Regions from separate parts of the Ovis aries genome. Here region 1 is linked to region 2. Evidence: chromatin contacts called from public Hi-C data. All regions are on one chromosome and are shown on one strand. Each heading gives the region's core, a stretch centred on a gene start, on an enhancer-like site or on the middle of the called end of the contact. The rest is flanking DNA. Distances are from core to core; before and after follow the strand shown.

Region 1 (4,395 bases), core at 1,368-3,867, 250 kb after region 2:
AAACAGTAGATGCTGAATTATTTAAATTGTAACCACTAATTAGGAAGGGATGCCCGTTACCACCATAGCTGTCTTAAAACACTTATGAAAAATTCCAGACATATACAAAAATAGAACCCCACATAACACCCTCAAATATCCCCTCAGCCGCTGTTCCCATCCCTGATTATGAATACTAGATAGTTCTAAAAAGTTCTGTCCTGTGCTAGCGCTGAACACCGAGAAAGGGGAATGGCAGGGGCGAGGGGATGCCACTGGCAACAGAGGAGAAACAGAGCAAGTGCGGGAACAAATCTAGAAAGAAAGCAGCCCTCGCAGAAGCGATTCATTTTTATTTTCCTAAATTAGTACGCAAACGTGGTCTAATCCCAGGTGGACTCCCTAATGATGTTTTTTTCCTGTAAGGACTGGATAAAATGGCTTTCAAGTTCACCTGAAGAATGAACGCCTGAGGACAGATAGGAAGACCAGCTGTCACAGACACCTGCTTCAAGCCGACCCCGAATGGCCGAGGACTCTTGCCCAGTCTCTCCGGAGCTTCCGCAGGCCCGCCCTCCCAGAACTCGGGGCCCCCGCCTGTGCTCTGGCCAACTTCAAGGCAGCACCCTGACAACACTGAACCTGGAGCACACGTGAGCCCAGGACTGGGCTGCCCCACAGGCAAGAAGGGGACCATCACCCCTACCGGCCACCTCTCACTAAGACTCGTCTTGATGGACAGACATGGGGAAAATGAGACGACTACTACCTGGAACAGGATGTGAATTCTTAAAAATCATTTGTCTAATTTTCAATTCTACCAAGTTTCTCTTATCACAACGCATTTCTTTCATACAATACTAAGGATTTTTTTCCCCTGATATACAATTTGGACGCACTATGACTTTCCAACAGTTTGTTATTAACTGATTACTCTCTCTAAGATGAAAGTTGAAAGAAGTTCAACATTCTTCTGTTGAACTTAACTACCTGCTTATCAGTGAGAAAGTCTCAATCCAGCAACACAAAAAATGCCAAGCACTGTGATTAGTTTAAACCTTGGAAGAATATTAATCAGATCCCCAAACCTCAGAAATTCAGTTAAAGGAAAATTTTTTGAACTCATTCTAAATAACAGAAATTGCTTAAAGTTCTTCTCTCCTGGACCCACGGCTTCCTTCTTCCAGACAGGAATAGCACGCCAACACACAGAAGAAGTCAACTCTTCTAAAGCAAATGGAGACAGAAAACAGATGGCTAAAGCTCGCTTCTCGGCAACATAAACTTGCTTTGCTCAGTGGCGTGTGTGTGTGTCAGTGGACCACCCCAAACCACCCTTCACTGACATGTCATCCTTGTAGTTCCATACATTACCCTAATGTACAAATGGCCCTGCAATGTAGGACCTCAGGGTCTGTAATCCCTCATGCAGAGCCCCTGGAACACTTAGCATTCAGCCTTTGGGTCTGACAGTACACCACAAACGCTCTTCACTGCACAACAGCAGCACCCCACAATCAAATTCCTTTTCTCTAATGACAGTACGGCTATTAGCACAAAATGAGACAACTAAGACTACAAAAATGGCTTCATCCCAATTCTGCCTCCAGATGACTTTTCACATTCTTTTCTCCCTGGAAAAAAAGCCAAAACCAACTTTTTCTTTTCCAGCAGTTTTTGTTTTTTGAGTTGGGTACAAAAAGGGCCTGAATCACATTTATTAAAGACCACACAGAAAGGTTCGTGCCTATGGGTCCTATCCCCATTTCCGTAGGTCACTCTGCTAGTTTAAGAACTGTCAGAATGCAAATTGGACAGAAAAATGAAAAAAATAAAATAAAAATTATGATAAAGTTAACGTGGAGAAGATCAGTGGCAAGGTTCATTGAGAGTTAGGAGGCTGCACGATGCAAAAGAAAGCCTGAGCGGGAGCTACCGAAACCGGAAGGAGAACCTCAGCCTACCAACAGGAGTGGGCCTGCACGACCCCGCACCGGCACCGCCGCTAGCCGCTATCAGCTCTCCCGAGGACGCGGTGGGGGCGGGGGCGGGGCCCCTTTGGGCCCTGAATTTGTCTGGAGGTATCGTGAGGATCTGCGTCGTTCGAGAGAGCTCCGAAAGTCGGCTATGTGCGGGTCACCGTGCCAGGCAACGAGTAATGCTGGGCAGGTCCGCGCCCCTGCCCCTCGCAGAACGGCGACCACACGGAGCAGCAGAGGCTGAAATCGGGCCAACACCTCCTTCGGGGAAAGTCTAATCCGGGCCGAGTCCGGGACAACAAAGCCAGTACCAGGCAGCGAACGCTGGAAACAAGCGGCCCCAGACTCGAGGCAAGCTCTGTACCAGGGCAGACAGCTGGAAGTAACAACTCAGCGTGGAGGGGCCCGTGTGTACGTCTAGGGGACCCAGACAAGGTGGGGGAGACGAAAACTGGGCGGAAAGCCAACCGGCGGCCCTTGGGCCTTACGGAGCCACAGGTCGGCCCCACTTCGGGCCCGCGGGAGAACCGACCCCCTCCCCCCCGCCACGGCGCTCCCGCCCGCCCCCGGAGTCCGCGCTGCACGGGCCTCCTCCCCCCAGTCCCGTCCACCGCCGAGCGGAGGGGCGGCCGGCGCCTCGCGCGCTTCCTCTCGGCCGGGGCGGGCGGGAGCGGGAAGCGCCCACGTCGGCCCGACCCGCACCGTCCCTTCCGGACTACGTCCGCCGGCGAGCGCCCGGCGCCCCGGCCCCACTGCTGACCACGCCCCGCACAACTCCCCCGGGGTTAGCGAGGGCCACTCGGCTTCCCCGCGGACACACCCCGCCGCCTCCGCCCGCGCCAGGGCCCCGGGGGCGGGAAGGGCCGGGGACCCGCACAGGCTAGGGGAGACGTGAGCGGGAAGGCCCGGGGAGCGGGAGAGGGCCGGAGAGGGGGGAAGACCCGAGAATGGGGAAGGCCCGGGGAGATCCGGGAAGCTGGGGGAGATCCGGGGAACGGGGGTAGCCGGGGGGCGGGTATCCGGGGAGGTGGGCGGAGGCCGGGGAGTCGAGAGGGCCCAGGAGCCCAGGCCGGCCGCCCCTCCTCCGCCCGCGTGTCTTCCGGAGCGACCACGGCCCGGAGCGGGCGTCGGCCCCCAGCTCGCGCCTCCCAAGGCGGCCGGGCCCCACGGGGACACACTCACCGCCGCCTCGCCGAAGAACTGAGACCAATCGACCGCTCTGCAGACCCGCCCAGCGCCCGCCGCGCGCTCGCGCCCCGCCCCGCCCCGCCGCGCGCGCGGGCGGATTGAGTCATCACGCCGCCCCGCCTCCTTGCCAACGCTTTCCTCCCCGCCCCTCCCTCCAGCTCCCAAGTGCGCAGGCGCAGCCCCGGCCTCCCCCGTTTCCGCCTCTGCGCAGGCGCCGTGCCCCTCCCACGGCGGTTGGCCATATAGAGGCTGGGGGGTGGGGGGGAGGTCAAGCGTAGCCTCTTCTCCTTTACCAAGATGGCGGCTCGTCCCTGTTTCGCCACAGTTCCTACGTTATGAGCTTGATTTCCTTACACTGATAAGAGAGGAACAGGTAATGTAACACTTTGCCTTGTGGATAACTAGAATGAGGGGAAGAGAGTTTCTTTAGATGGAGCTTAGTGACCAGAGAGGAGGAGAGAGGCGGACGGGGGGAGGGCAGGTGGCAGTAAGAGTTCGGAACGACCACGGGGAGGGGGGACCTTTCACATCTGAGTCTCTCCTCCGGGAAGATGGCGGCAGCACCGAGCAGGGAATGCCGGAGCTGGGCCGGGGAGGGATGGCGAGCGGCCCGGCCGGGCTGCTCTAGCCCCGGGCCGCCGTCGTCTCGGTGGTCGGGCCCGCGCCTCCATTGGCTGCCGCGGGGTCACGTGGGCCTGCGGCGCCTACGCGGACCATAGAGTTGGGCGCCCGTCCCCGGGGACGTGGCCTTCTTGAGCCCAGGGCTGGGGCCCGCTCCTGACGGGAGGGAGGGTGGGCCGGCGGCCCCCGCCTTTCGCTAGGTGAGGCCTGGGGGCTCCTCCAAGCCCACTGCGGCTGCGCGGCTCGGGGCGGGAGGGCCACGTGCCCGGCGGGGGCCAGCCGTGTCTGGCCGGTTTACCCCGGCTCCCGCGACCTGCAGGCCCGGGAGGCTGGGCGCGAATGCCTCAACTGTCATTAAACACGACTCTGGAGTTTCCATTGGGCGCCCGCGCGGTGCGGGGAGCCGGAAGGTGCTTGTGCCCAAAGGGCGTCCGGACGAGACGTCTTTGAAAAGTGAAGCGCTCAGGGCCCGGCTTCCCCTCCCGGCCCACTCAGGGGACGGGAAGGGCAGCCCCTGCGTGGCGTCCTGGCGCCACGTAAAACCGGTGGAAGGCCGGCCTCTGTGTCTTACTAAGCACCGTCCGAAGGAATGCGGATGAGTCTTAGCGGAATCCTCAGGAACAGGGTG
Region 2 (4,305 bases), core at 615-3,114:
AGCAGAGACAGTTCTTGGCCTCACTCTGGACTCTGTTATGCGAAATAACTAGATTTCCTGATGACTGAAGCCCCTGAAGCTGGCATTCCGGCTGTTGGTGGCGTTTAGTCGCTGAGTGCTGCTTCTTTTAGCCAAGTGAGAAACTTCACTGTACGTTTGCTAGTATTTCCTGCTGTTTAAAGGGCATCCACGGCTCCCCAGCATGCAGGGGCAGACCAGCCAGGCTGCCCCCATTTCCATGGGCGACCAGGAAGGCTGGGCTCTCACAAGCTGAGGTCCTGCCTGTGTTCCTGCCTGTCAGCCTGGTGAACTCATCCTGCTGATGTGGTATAAGGCTGTCCAACCTCAGGAGGGTCTCTACTGTAAGCCCATCATCCTTTTGAAGGCAAGATGTTAAGTTTCAGAAAAAGTTAATCTAAGGCAATATTGGGCTGTTAGCGTATCAGGGACCTTTTGTAGATTGTACCGCAGTAACAAAAGGCCCCAAAGTCGCGGTGGACTCGGCTCAAAATTGTTTATTTCCAGCTGGTGCTCCCTGTCAGCGGCACTGGTGTAGCTTGGCTGTGTTCATTCCAGAAGTTAGTGTTAGTCGCTCAGTCGTACCCGACTCTTTGCGACCCCATGGACTGCAGCCCTCTGTCCATGAGATTTTCCAGGCAAGGATACTGGAGTGGGTTGCCACTTCCTTCTCCAGGGGATCTTCCCAACCCAGGAATCGAACCCAGGTCTCCTGCACTGCAGGCAGATTCCTTACCAACTGAGCTACAAGGGAAGCCCAGAACCCAGCGTGAAAAAGCAGCCGTAATCGCGCAAGTGCAGGTCTCAGACTGGGGACTGGAAGACGAGGGTGGTGGCCTGCATACCAGCTTTCTTCCTGAAAGTCGGCTCCGGTTACTTTACAAGCTCAACATGAAGGACGAAAGCCAATTGGGAATAACGGAATCTACCACCCTTCCAGGATCCACAACCCAATCAAGCAAGGGCCCATCAGGAAAACGGAAGGCTACCACAGGGGTCTTGGGTCACAGCGAAATCAAGGGCTTGCACAAGTGAGGTGGGGGCTGCCAGGACCTCAGCCTCAGCACTGAGGTAGACAGTCTGCAGCTCGCGGGGGTCCGCGGCTGCCCCCAGCACTCTCGGCCGCCTCTCGTCCGGGAAGCCGGCGCTTCTCGAGGACTCCCCGGAGAGCAGCCCTCAAGTCCACGGCCACATTTCCGGCCGTCTCCGAGGTCCTCCGCGGCCAACTCGAGCGTTCTGGGAAACGCGGCTCCCAGCACTTAACGGGCCTGACGCTGCTATCCGCACCAACCTCCTAGGATGAGGTCGGAACCCCCACGAGTGTGCCTGGGGACGAGCCGTCGGAGGCCACGAAGCCCTGAAGGCAGGACCCCTAGACAGGAAGGCAGTGTTTGCGCCCATAAGACGACAGCCGCCACCCTGACGGAGCGCTTCCGGGGGCCGAGCCGCTGGCCCTCAAGACTCCCGCCGTCGACGAGTGGGCAACAGGCAGGCCCCAAGGCTGCAGCCCCGTGCTTTCGCTGGAAGCGCGGACGCCCGCGCCAGAGGCGGCGGCCTGCGCGCCGACAGTCTGACCCGGAAGAGGCGGTGCGACAGAGGCACTCCCGACCAGTCGCCCCGCTTCCGCTGTACTAGTCCCAGCCAATCCGGTCACGCCGGCCCAAGCGAGCCAATCCCGTTGCGCGCCGCAGACGCCGGCCCGCGTGAGCCAATCCCCGTGCGCGCCGCGGACGCCGGCCCGCGTGAGCCAATCCCCGTGCGCGCCGCGGACGCCGGCCCGCGTGAGCCAATCCCCGTGCGCGCCGCGGACGACCACAGCCAATGGGCGGTCCGGATGGTCCGGGGCAGTGGTGGCGGGAAGGTGCGGCGATGGCGGGCCGCCGCGGCGCGCTCATCGTGCTGGAGGGCGTGGACCGCGCTGGAAAGAGCACCCAGAGCCGCAAGCTGGTGGACGCGCTGTGCGCCGAAGGCCACCGCGCCGAGCTGCTGCGCTTCCCTGGTGGGCGCGGCGGGCCGGGCGAGCGGGGTTTCCGGGGGACCGGGGATGGGGACGTGACCCGGGGCCTCTCCGGGCCCTGAGGGTGGGAAGCGAAGGCCTCGCGGGCCGGGCCCGCCCTCGTAGATCCGCGGGTCGGGGCGCAGGGGCCGGCCCGTGTGATGGCTCCTGAGCCTCAGCCCGACGCGTCTGTGGTCATTAACGCGCGGCTGACGTGCAGTCAGTCAGTCCTGTGTTTAGTGAGTCTCAACACGTGTACAGCCCAGAAGGCGTCTTCACAGCCAGAGTAATGACCGTCAACGCCTAAGTTTCCTGGCGCTGCTTTGTAACTCAAGTCTCCGTTTTGTTTTGGGGTTCCTCCGCCCGCCCGCCCTTGAGTGTTTACCTTCTGACTGGTTTTGTGTCATATTTTTAATTTTTAACGTAACACATTGGTCTTGAAAACGCTTGTAAGAATATCATCAATACTTAGGTATTCAAGAGAAGTTCAAGGTTTACAAACCAGAGGTGGCAGCGGTAGAGGGAAAATGCTTCCTTGAATATTTATCGTTTTAATTTTTAAGCGAGACAGTCTGCAAATGTTATACAGTTGAGCCTTTGAATGACATAGGTATGAGCCGCTTGGGTCCACACAGACACCTTTTTTCAATAAACAGTACTCTGCAGTCCTGGGTTGGTGGACTGCAGGGACGGAGGACCTCGGATACAGAGCCAGCTGCAGCACTTAAAAATCCTTCTGGTGTCAAGGCAGGTCCTGGAAGCAGTCCCCGTTGGCTGGCTCTGCCTCTGGTTGCTGCTTCCTACCTGAGCTTCCTCCTCCTCAAGCTTTGTTCATCCCAGTGGCTGCTCGCTGCTGCCCTTCCTCGGGTGAAGGTGTGAGCCTCTCCAAAGCTGCAGTAAAATAAACTTCAGAGTTGGACGGGTCAGGGCCAGAAGTTCCGCACAAACTGTTCCTGATGTCCATGGCGAGCCTGGTCTCATTTTCTGTGTGTGTTCTCTTGTTTTAGAAAGATCAACGGAAATTGGCAAGCTGCTCAGCTCCTACCTGGAGAAGAAGAGCGAGGTGGAGGATCACTCGGTGCACCTGCTCTTCTCTGCGAATCGCTGGGAGCACGTGTAAACACCTTGGCCCTGCCACCCTTCCTGCTCTGCGCTCCCCCGCGACTCTGGGCTCTTGTTTCTGAGTGGCTGAGTCAGGCTGGAGGCCGTCCCTTTGCACATTCTTTATTCACAGATCCCCAGAGCTCTAGTTAATACCCCCCACCCCACTCCGTTGGTGACGTTAGGGTGTTTCAGGTGCACAGAAAAGCCGATGGAGACGAACAGAGCGTCCCTAGCTCGTCCTCCCCCTCCCGGAGTCTCTCTTATTTATGCCTTGGATGAACTGGTGTGACATGTCACTGAGGCTGACAGTTGATGTTGGGGTTTGCCCTCTCCCGCCCCCTCTTTGCTTTACATCACCTTGGTGGGATCCCTCTGTACCCAGCACAGCTGTTGACAGCCTGTGGGGCACCCTCCCAGGTGCTTCTGTTCCCATCTGCACACGTGTGTGTCAGCAATACGTATGTCACGGGAGGTGTTCTAATGAATAAACGGGGTCCTTGGGGACAGATCACCTCACGGCGTGCTTCCTAACTGCCTCGCGATCTGCGTTCCACTCTCCTCTCAGCTCCTGCGGCCTGCTGTCCCGAAAGGCTGCTCCACTGTGGATGGAGCAGTTCCTGCGGGTGGGCGCGCGAGGGGCTGTACCTGGCGCCCTCCCACGAGCAGGCTGGCACCGCTCCCTCTGGCCTGGGTTGAACCAGGATCTTGTCTGGAAAGGCCTACCCCTTCCACGTGTTAGATGAAAAGGAGGACAGGTTTATTTGTTTCTAATTTTCTTTTTGGTTGCACTCAGACTTGTGGGATCTTAGTTCCCCAACCAGGGATTGAACCTGTGCCCTCTAGGTGGAAGCACAGAGTCTTAACCATCTCGCTTCATTGGGATGACCAGGGAAGTCCCAGGGAGGTCATATTTATAACCTTTAGCACATCTAGGGTTTCTTGACGTGGGTGTTTTGCTTTTTGCTTTTTGTGGGTTAGTAGAAAATAACGTCAGATCAGTTCTGAATATGAAACAGGACCGCTTGCCGCCTCAGCCCCGACTTTGCCCAGCTGTGCCTGCCTGTGCGCCCCGGCCCATTTGTCTGCCCCAAGTCCCCTTCAGGTCACCCCAGCCACTCCCATCAGAGCAGTTTTCTCACCCGCGGAAGTCCTTGGCTGACAGGTTGAATTCTGGGCCGCTGTCCGGC

Evidence for each region. A called contact is a pair of places that touch in the nucleus more often than the background predicts.
Region 1: a contact with region 2 is called in a Hi-C map of liver, with 2.1 times the contacts expected there. The contact joins the promoter of HDLBP here to the promoter of DTYMK in region 2. A contact is called at or near these places in 2 of 16 Hi-C or Micro-C datasets (liver and tail adipose tissue).

What each region holds. Positions count from the first base shown.
Region 1 is chr1:504,737-509,131 of ARS-UI_Ramb_v3.0, forward strand. It overlaps HDLBP (high density lipoprotein binding protein), which reads left to right and starts at 2,618. Exons shown (of 28, transcript XM_042239347.1): 1 at 2,618-2,849. SEPTIN2 (septin 2) reads right to left here and starts at 3,203. Exons shown (of 13, transcript XM_042239362.1): 1 at 1,944-3,203.
Region 2 is chr1:260,270-264,574 of ARS-UI_Ramb_v3.0, forward strand. DTYMK (deoxythymidylate kinase) reads left to right here and starts at 1,865. Exons shown (of 5, transcript XM_027966775.2): 1 at 1,865-2,017; 2 at 3,022-3,130. The coding sequence starts at 1,888.